Linked DNA regions of Triticum aestivum: region 1 is linked to region 2. Evidence: chromatin contacts called from public Hi-C data. All regions are on one chromosome and are shown on one strand. Each heading gives the region's core, a stretch centred on a gene start, on an enhancer-like site or on the middle of the called end of the contact. The rest is flanking DNA. Distances are from core to core; before and after follow the strand shown.

What was found. Hi-C and Micro-C count contacts between places; a contact is called where the count stands out from the background.
Region 1: a contact with region 2 is called in a Hi-C map of leaf, with 4 times the contacts expected there. The contact joins the promoter of LOC123163142 here to the promoter of LOC123160306 in region 2. A contact is called at or near these places in 2 of 5 Hi-C or Micro-C datasets (both in leaf).

The regions. Positions count from the first base shown.
Region 1 is chr7B:26,726,701-26,731,810 of IWGSC CS RefSeq v2.1, forward strand. It overlaps LOC123163142 (E4 SUMO-protein ligase PIAL2), which reads right to left and starts at 3,607. Exons shown (of 16, transcript XM_044580902.1): 1 at 3,225-3,607; 2 at 3,005-3,077; 3 at 1,882-1,947; 4 at 1,285-1,350; 5 at 1,092-1,174; 6 at 492-543; 7 at 234-299. The coding sequence starts at 3,451.
Region 2 is chr7B:26,381,530-26,387,003 of IWGSC CS RefSeq v2.1, forward strand. It overlaps LOC123160306 (proline iminopeptidase), which reads left to right and starts at 2,502. Exons shown (of 10, transcript XM_044578110.1): 1 at 2,502-2,941; 2 at 3,503-3,639; 3 at 3,732-3,905; 4 at 4,018-4,254; 5 at 4,335-4,435; 6 at 4,523-4,595; 7 at 4,685-4,753; 8 at 4,836-4,943. The coding sequence starts at 2,638.

The DNA of each region.
Region 1 (5,110 bases), core at 2,357-4,856, 350 kb after region 2:
AATACTTAAATGGCATCAACACTTGTTAAAATCAGCACATGGGCAGTTTAAATAGCATCAACACTTGTTGAACACAGCCAAGTAAAATACTTAAATAGCATCAACACTTGTTTAAATCAGTACATGAGCAGTTTAAATAGCATCAACACTTGTTTAAATCAGTACACAGGCAGTTTAATAGCATCAACACTGAAATTTAGTAAAATAAATATTTTCCCTGGAATGGTACTTACAATCTTTTCATGTTTAGGTAGATTTCTATGAATAAAGAAGTCAGCCATCAAAATATCATATCCAACCTGTAAGTACAGACAGGTATATCAAAACCAGGCTACAGCTATGAAACAAAGCTTTGTCGCTTATCAATATATGTCCTCCCACATCAGGATGTAAGAATGCAAAAAAGTGGGCGTGAGTGATTATAACAAATTAGAGAACTTATCAGGAAGAATAGCACATATAAGATAATTTTAATTGAACAGATTGACCACCTTTGCTTCCAGCGAAGTGATTAGACGGTCGAACTTCAACTTAGGATAATACCTACAAGAAGGACCACATTAAAACAAATAAAATGTGTCACAAAGCTAATGAGTGACTTCGGTTGATCATATTATAACCAATGGGTTCAAATATACTCCCTCCTTCCCATAATATTAGAGCGTTTTTTACACTGCACTAGTGTCAAAAACGCTCTTATATTAAGGGATGGAGGGAGTATTTATTTAAATTTGTCTTGTGAATACTAAACCTAAACAACTGAAAATTGGAAATTGAAATTTTAAATTTAATAGCTTAAATTTTTGAAATATACTGACTCTAAGCTACACAATATTTGGATTTCATATTATGTTTCAAGTATTATTTTTACATTTTGAACTCTGAAGCATGATATGAGATATCCGTGTCACCCTGAATTAAAAGTCTGAAGTGTTTAATAAGATAGTAAAACATGTTTCGCGAAAATGGGATTTCCAATCTCACATTTTTTGTGGTTCTAATTTCATTTTGTATTAAGATTTACATAAAACTGACAACAGGGAATGTGATGGCAACATGTAAGCATCCAGAGAAAGAGATTCCCTCCTTACCTTGGCATTACTGTTGAAATGATTTCAAGCACGGTGCTGTCATTAGCTGGCTCGCTACTGTTCGTGCAGAAGCTGCCAGATAGCTTCATGCCAAGATAAATTATAACTAGGTAAGATGATATGGCCATGCCACCACCCAAGACTACAGATATGCAATGAACATAAAAGAAGAAACCAAGCATTTCATACACACCTCATCAGCCATTCTGAGAATATCAATGTAATCTGAAGGCTGAAACCATTTGTTTTTACAAGCATTCTGCAAAACAGCATGTGCATTAACAGATTAACTTTTTAGTGGGAGAGCCACATATTATGTTTGAAAAACAAGCTCAAGAGACAAATTGTAACCTTGGCATATAACATAATCAACAGATGCATGAAAAATTGTAACCTTGGCATATAACCTAATCAACGTATGCATGTAACACTTTGAATCGCTTGAAGCAACTCGAAGGTAAATTATACAGTTGAAGAAATTTAACACACATGAGTAGGATCAATGGATAGATGGTAATTGTTTTTATAGCAAAACATTGGGGTTTTGTTTAGACCAGCTGAACATTGGGTCGAAGCAAATAATATGTTGATGATACATATAATCATATATGCAGTCACGGAAGAAAATGTGTTCTTCTCTAAGTCTGTTTACAATTGGACTTTTCAAATAAACCAACATGAGTGAAACAAGACTATATAAACAGATAATTCCTCGTACGTAATTGTGTTCTGGTTTGGGAAAAAGTTTCTAAGTGGTACTAACACATGACTGGCATGAAAGGTGATTTACCTTGCATGATATGATCAGTACCATGACAGAAGATTGTAGAAATGGATCCTTCCTCAGCTCATATACCTGGTAAATAGTGGTAGAGTTAAAATTAATAGCACAGAATTAAGCAAAATATTGACCACGACTTAATTTACCGCATAAACAAATTATCCACCCACAATGAATGGACAACATAATTCAAGGTCAAAATTCGTAAGTGTACAGCTCATATGCTAGTTACCTCATACAACAAATCTAGAAAATAACAATGTTAGGATGTGTTCCCCAGAAGAACTAAATAAGTTCGAAAATACAAAATATATTCACCCATATCCTGAATAGACGGGCAGTTTCAGGTATTGCATAGAAACAAGTATGCCTGGCAAAGACTATATTACCCCCTTGATTAGGTCACTTATTACCAGAAGAAAAGGCATATGAACAACAGAATCACAAATCTAACATAATTTTTTGTGAAATTAGGAACTAGAATCCTCCAAAGAGTGTCCGCTACTATAGTACTTGAAAGGGAAAATAAGTCACTTCACTTTTTAAGTTAAAAGTTAGACTCTCATATGAGTTTCCTTAACTTTGGTCAACTAGTTATCTCTATGCTATGAAGTTGGTGTACTTGAAGTCTTGAATCAACAAAGCACACTGCTGAGGCCGTGACCCTCTCAAAGAGATGTTTCGGAGAAAACAAAAGATACCAATCTACCATTCATTCATTTAAGTCTCACAATTACACAGCTTGCGCTCTCAACCTATATGTATTGTGTTACTCCCATTTGCTAAACATTGCAATTTAGACCAAAAGGAAGCGCATTCACAGAAGGTCCAAGGGTAAAAAATACCTAGCTTACAATGAAAAACTCAACTGCCGTCACACCAAATGCGTGTTCCACTTCTATAATGCATTAAGGTGATCACAACTAGTAACTGCTGTAGTGAGTCACACGAGCAGTGAATCATGAGTAAGGAAGGGCGGTTATGGTCTAATAATTAGACTCGCCAGCAGAAACTGCCATGTCCGTTTCACCACTATACGAACCGGCCAAAAGACAACAGAAATTGAGAAGACTGCGCGGAACAAAACAAGGGGAATTTGTCCGGCCGAGGAAGGGGACAGACGCAATTTTACCTTTCTCAGAGTGTCTGGTATCTCACTCGCGATCTTAGGAATGTCACCGCCCGACAGCGCGTAATCGATCCCCCTGCAAGCACGCACGCACGGTGGAAAAAAAAACTAGGCGAAGAGCCACTGCGCCACGACGCCGCGGCCAAAAACCCTAGGGAGAATTAGGGGGGACGGAGGCTGGGACGGGGAGAGCGGGATAATGCGGGTGGGGGGAGGGGCGGACCTGGCGAGGGCGTAGACGAGGTGGGAGAGGTCGGCGGGCGCGAGCGCGTAGGAGCCGCCGCGGAAGTGGCCCCTGATCCGCTCGCCGATGGCCTGCAGGCGGACCGCGTTCATCTCCACCGCCTTCTTCAGCTGCTCCCTGGCCTGCTGCTGCTGCTGTTGTTGCTGCGGCTGCGACGGGGGCGCGGAGGGCTGGGGCTGGGAGGCTAGGGCGGCGCCGCCGGACATGCCTCGGCCTGGCTGGCGGCCGCGTGTCTGTCTCTCCACGGGAAGAGGGGAGAGGAGGGGAGGCGAGGCGGCGGGGAGGAATGCCGAGTACCCGTAGCGGAACCGCTGCGGGCAGGTGGGTGGCGCGGTGGGACGGGGGAGTGTGGCGTGTGGATGACGGGGAGGAGAAGTTTATTTACGGGAGAGAAATGTTGGGAATACGCGCGGGGTTCTCGACTTCTCGGTGGGCAGTTGGGAGGCGGAGCGGTGGGGGGCCGTCGGGCCCGCGCGTCAGCGAGCGATCTGGGGGCGGTTCGTGGGAGGGATTTCGCACACGTCGGTTGCCAGCTGGTACGTATATTGTTTTTCCTTGTTAGTATTTTTTTTTATTTTACTAGCAAAAAAGGCCCGTGCGTTGCAACGGGTGAAAATCAATATCACACGCCTTTGCCGTTTCGAAGCTTATCCTCTTTCCCGCCCTTGTCCATGATAGTTGTGATGTCTACGTGATCACAATGAACCCAAATGTGATCAATCCCAAGATGATGCACTGATCCACCACCTAACACACTATCTATGTAGGCTAGCATTAACTGACAAACTCATGTGGAATCACTTATTATACATGGATATCATAATAGATAATGACCAACAGATGAAGAGGTTAAAAATATCACTCTAAGGGGTTGTTTGGATAGCAAGATTATAGAGAACTAGCTCTAGTTAAACGCAATTTCTGTTGTAACAACCAAACATCTTGTTTGGATCGCCTAACTGAATCATGGATAAAGAAAACTGAGTTCTACAAAACCTCAAAAACCCAGCTTATAGAAAAACGACTATTTGGCGTTTTTATATAAACCAGTTTTATGAATACGGTGGCCACATACAGAGCGCATGGTGCCATGGCCGATGTGCTCCTCCTTCTGCCGACGACGACGTCCGCAATCCTCTTCGGGCATGAGCGAGGCGCCGACGAGTGGGTGAGCTCGCCGCTCGGGGCCCAGACGTGGTCGTGGTCGTGTCGCACGACGACGCATCATAGCGCCGCCACGTCCTCTGCAGGCACAAGCGAGGCGACGCTGGAAGTCAGTGCGGCTCAGCGAGCTCTCGCCGCTCTGGCCCGGACATGGCCTTCGTCGTGTGACACGGTGACGAAGCACAAGGGTCGCGATGTGCTCTACAGGCATCAGCAAGTTTACGCTGGAAGTCGGCGAGGCTCGGCGAGCTTGCCGTTCGTGGCTTGAACGTGCCCGTCGCCGTATGGCATGGTGACTTGGCGAGGCGGGAGCCGGGAGCTGCCGCGGAATACAGAATGCCATAGTCGATGTGTTCGTCTTACCGACGGTTGCTACAACCTGATCTCCCCAGCGTACGCGAACGGCGAACAGCATCACATCGTAAGCACTGCCCCCTGCCTAGTCATCCCAGCGGCGCACAGAGGATACTGCTGCATGGCCGGCAGCCTGGTTCGTTGTCATCACCGTCGCCACCGACAGCGCCCTTGTCTCTGTCGCCGTATTTGGGGAAGTGGCCGCAGCGAGGCTGACAGGAGCGCTCGACGGAGACGCTCCCGCTAAGCGCCAGCAGCTCAATAGATCGACCGAAGGAACGTATTGGAATTTTGACTAAGTCGTTGTGTGATGGAGCTGCGTATCCATGCTTTCTTATTTTTCTCAT
Region 2 (5,474 bases), core at 1,252-3,751:
TGAGGCAAGCATTCAATTCACGATTCTCCACATGTACACACATATTCGATTGAGAAAAGGAATTTATGATCATACGTATCACAAATATATGATCATTTATTAGAGCCATTAATGCAACGTTCCTGACAGACTGCGTTTTTGCCCGTCGCATCTGTCCTAGGCGTTCGGCCATTAGAGCATGGTTAATAATACATGCATATGGTGGCTATATGATATTGTCATATTATCTATAGCCATCATTTATAATCACTCATACAATAAGGTTAGCTATAAGGTCGATTATAAAATTAGTACTTTTTTTTTATCTTCTATCTATCTTTTTTTTATATTATTGCATCTATCTAGGAGCACGTGTATAGTTATGCACTTGCATGAGAGCTCACTTCACTTACGTTATCATATTTCTCTCTTTTACATAGACAAAATTGTCATGTAAGCAGGCTACAAACCTGCTACTGTACTTGCTCTTAGAGCATGGTTAATAGTATAGCGAGCAACTGACTATATAAGCATGTTATGTCATCCAAAGTTAGCATTTAATTACTGATATAATAGTGCTGACCATAAGGTTGGTCATAAGGTAACAACTTTTTCTCACTTTCTCTTTATCTCTTCCTCCCATTAAATATTTTTATCTAGGATCACACGTAGAGGCGGGCTCTTGCATAAAGGCCCACTCCTTCACTTTTTCAATATCTCTCTCCTTCACATAAACAAAAGTGTCATGTAAGTGGGCTTATAGCCCACTATTGTACTTGCTCTTAGACCAACTTGTGATCTTGTCTGCGCTTGTGTCCTATTGAGGGGTGTCTGCACTTGTCTTGAGGAGCAGAGAAAGCTACATGGGTCGGGCCGCTGGTCCTGTAACAAAGACAAAGCTATATGTAGTTTGGGCCTTAGGGGTGGCCCACGCGAATGAAGGAAGAAAAATGCGCCTTGGTGATTTCGCAAAGCAAGGCAAACCCTATTTTTCGCATTCCGCAACAAAACTGTCCACCTGCTGCACACCCGCTCGTACATGGGCCGGCCCATTTACCGTATTTTTTCAAAGTCTGATGATCCCCGTTTTGGGAACCTTTTGGAAGGATCCCGACCGGTTTCGGAACCTACCGGTAGGTTCTGAACCGCCTTTTTCCTTATGGTTTTTTGGATTCTTCTTATTTCTTTTTTGGTTTTTCTGTTTCCAGTCTTGTTTTATCATAAAATAAAAAAACAAATTTTCAAAAAAATTGTTCGGACTTTCAATACATACCTCACATTTTTCAAATAATTGTTCGGAATTTTTAATTCTCTTCACAATTTTCAATAAATGTTTGGATTTTGAAATTTTGTTCATTGTATTAAAATGTGTTCATGTTTTTTTAAAAATTGTTCCTCTTTGTCCAAAAGTCGTTTTATGTTCAGTGCTCGGGCAATGCCTTAAATTTCACTTCTTGCATTCGTACATCTCATACTAGATTCTTATATCCATACAAAGACATGCAAAAGAAGTAGAACCTACATACTACGTCGATCCTAGCTACTCCTCGTTGGAGATCACGGCGATCTTCGTGTCCAGCTCGGGCAGCATGGGCGGCAGCTGCAGCTCTCGCTCCTCCGGCGCCTTTGGTTGCTCCGCTCCAGCCTCCTCCACCTCTATCTCCGCGTCGAGCTCAGCGAAGAGCGCGTTGGACTCCTGCTCCATCGGAGGAACGCCCGGTTGTCCTCCACATAGGCCTCATCCTGGATGGACTTCAGGATGGCCTGCTGCTCCGCCATCTCGTCGGACTGGGCAACGGTCAACTCCGCCTCCGTCTGCTCCAAGTTGAAGGCGGGCATCTGCTGGTCTGGCTCCTCCACCTCCATCGGAGCCATCTCGTCCTCCTCCTCTTCCCCCGGCTGCTCCTCCTCCTCCTTCTCCGGCTCCGGCGAGTACGGAGGCAGCCTCGCAGCGATGCGGGCGGTGCGCGCGGCTTGCCCCACCCGGATCTCCTGCTGGATCTCGGAGCGACGCTCCGGCGTCAGCATGGCATAGTAGGTGATCTTGCTCCGGACCATGGCGGAGTGCCGGAGCGTGGGCGAAGTGTTTTACAGCGGAAAGAGTGCCGGAGCGGGAGAGGGAGGAGGTGTATGGGCTCGGACTGGCGGCACGAAGAGAGGGGAGGGGGGTGGGTTAGGGTTGCCAGACGCCGACCGACTTAAATAGCCGAATTTGGTCTTGGACGGCGAACCGGCGCCACGCGGTGTTCACACCGCAGCGACGGACCTGGCGTCCATCGGATCGCCGGGTTTCCGGGCGTTTTCGCGTGGGACCCCGCCGTCAGACCGACGTGGCGGCCGTGCCCGGTGCGTCCGGGCACCCCCATATCCGCCCCATATTTGGGCTGGATGTGGGGGTGTCGGTCAGTCCGAGCGTTTGAAGACCATTTGAGGGGTCTGTCTGGGTCAAAAAAATCATGACGTATATGTCGAGTTTGAGAGGTCCAGCTATATAGATGGTCTTAAGATTAGAATTCTGTTTGCTTAGTGTCACTCAGTGTAGCATCCCACCGCAAGTCTCGAACCCAACGAGAAGAGTCCACGTTTCGGATGATTGGTCCGTTATCGGGAAAAAGCCAAACAAATCGCCGCCGTTAAATAAGGATCGACGGCCGCGGCATGGCCGTCGTCACATCGTTCCTCCGCTGCGCGACCGCCGCCGCGCTCGCACTCCACCACCACCACCACCAACCGGCCTTCCTCGCCGTCCGCCTCCGCTTCCCGCGCCACCGGATCCCGACGAGGATGTCCATGTCGTCGTCCTCGCCGGCCGCCAGCGCCGCCGCGCCCGCGCCGCACCAGGCCGGGCCGTGGTACGCGGTGCCGGACCTCAGCCTCCGCGACCACCGCTTCGCCGTCCCGCTCGACCACTCCTCCCCCTCCGCGCCGCACATCACCGTCTTCGCCCGCGAGGTTGTCGCAGGTACTCCCCGCTTCCTCCCTCGCATCTCCCCTGCCACGCCTCTCGGTCACGGAGTTAGGGGGATAAGATGGCCCTGCACATCCGCTGCGGGATCGGTGGGCAGGTTAAGTAGAATCTCGCGTGCTCGTTTTATCTCTCTCTCTTTTTTAATCTCTGTTCTGAGGCAACCAGGAATCAGTAGTAGGAGTATATGCTTAGGAAATACTAGTAGGAAGTAAAACATTGTTTGGTAGATTTGGGAATGAGTCATGCAAACATTGACGAACCTTTTGCGCTGTCCACTGGCACGACCATGCTAAAACACACAGTTCCCGCTTGGTTTACTGAATCCTCGGTAAGGCGTGTCGGGTGTAGCTGCAGAGACGCTGGGCCGAGACGCCGAGTGTATGGATACAATGCCCATGCGTGGAAGAACTGAATTTTAAGTTAATGCAATGTATCCAACATCATATGCTTGGAACACTTCATGCTAATTTCATGTTGAGGGAGCGTGCTTAACTTACTACTGTACTGTTCTTTTATGCTCTGCATCCACATGACTGTTTAAGTGTATCATTACAGCTGGAAAAGAAGAGGCCGCTTTGCCTTATCTGGTGTACCTACAAGGGGGGCCTGGATATGAAAGTCCCCGTCCCACGGAAGCGAGTGGTTGGGTAAAGAAGGCATGCGAAGAATACCGCGTGCTATTGCTCGATCAGGTACATTCCAACTTCTTCGGCAGATACTCTGTACTCTTCGGTTTTTGCACCCATCTTGGTCTTCCTGTGCTGACATTCTTTTTACCTTTCAGCGAGGAACAGGATTGTCAACACCGTTGACAACATCATCTCTTTCTCAAATAACATCTGCAGCAGAGCAGGTGGAGTATCTGAAGCATTTCAGGGCAGATAGCATAGTTAAGGATGCAGAGTTTATTCGTCGGCATGTTGTACCGGATGCCAAGCCTTGGACAATTCTGGGACAGGTACAGTATGTAACATCATGTGACCTTGATGCACTTATTTGCCTTGCATTCTTATTTATTGTCGTTAATGCAATATTGTTATTTATACGGTCTACCATTTCCTCCTTTACAGAGTTATGGTGGATTTTGTGCTGTTACGTATTTGAGTTTTGCTCCAGAGGGCCTGAAAGCTGTCCTTTTAACCGGAGGGCTTCCACCACTAGGAAAGCCTTGCACTGCAGAAACTGTGTACAGAGCCTGCTTTAAGCAGGTTCAGCAGCAAAATGAGAAGTACTATAAGAGGTTTCCTCAGGATGTACAAGTCGTTCATGAAGTTGTGAGATACTTGAGTGAATCTGAAGGTGGAGGAGTAAGTCATTCTTATTATTTTTGCGTTTTCTCTCACATGTGAATTTGAAACTTGTTTCTTATGCAACATATTTTTATCAGGTTCTTCTTCCATCAGGTGGCAGGTTAACCCCTAAGATGCTGCAGTGCCTTGGACTATCTGGTTTAGGTTTCACTGGAGGATTTGAAAGACTGCATTATCTGTAAGAAATACTTTGCATTTTCTTCATTACTTGATAAAATAATGTAACTTTCTGATCTGTGCCACTCCTTGCCATTGTCTGGGACAGACTCGAGAGAGTGTGGGATCCTGTACTCGTTCCTGGTGCGAAAAAGAATATAAGCTATTACTTCTTGAAAGAGGTACTAAGCATCACCAATATAATGTTGATCTTTAAAATTACCATGTTCTATGTGTCTAATGGGTAACCTAACATTATATTTTCCTGCAGTTTGACATGTGGGTAGGTTTTGATCAAAATCCTCTTTATGCTCTCTTGCATGAGTCTATTTACTGTGAGGTAACTTTTGATACTTTTTTTTAATCTGTTTAGCTGGTACTGCAACTCATTTTCTAAAGTCTACTGTAATTCATGGATCCAGGGATCTTCATCAAAATGGTCAGCCGATAAGATCCTCAATGAAAATGGAAGTTTGTTTGATCCTGTTAAGGCTACAGAAGAAGGCCGTCCTGTGTATCTTACTGGAGAGGTATGCCCAGATATTTATGGGAAGCGTCATTTGTTATAGTCATGTTCCTGCTAATTTTGAGCTCTATCATGCGCTGAGAGTAGACTTTGTAGCATTTTGATCTGTCTGGCAAGTTTGTAGTAATTTGTAACTCTTTAAATAATGAGATGGGGCAAAGCGTTTGCCTTTGTTTAAAGAAAATGGTTCCTTACTAAAGTAGTAACCCATGAAGTGAAAAGCTAACATTGCAGGCTGTTTTCAGTCTATGAATAGTCCGTAGTTACCAAAGTGTGGCAATTGGAAATTTCAAAGTTGCATTTTATTTGCTACTTGCTAAGATCTTACCAACGTTAACTTAGGTTGACAGTGCTCCTTTTATGAAGGGATGGTATTCAGGGCAAGGACTTTTCTAGTTTAGCTATTAAAGAGAGTCAGACACCACCCCTTTCAGTACCTGGGTAACCTTGGGGTGAGCCATGTCAGGACGAACTTGTGCAATGATAGAAGAGGACACTGCTTAGCAGCACCCTATTGCGTACCAAGATATTTGTT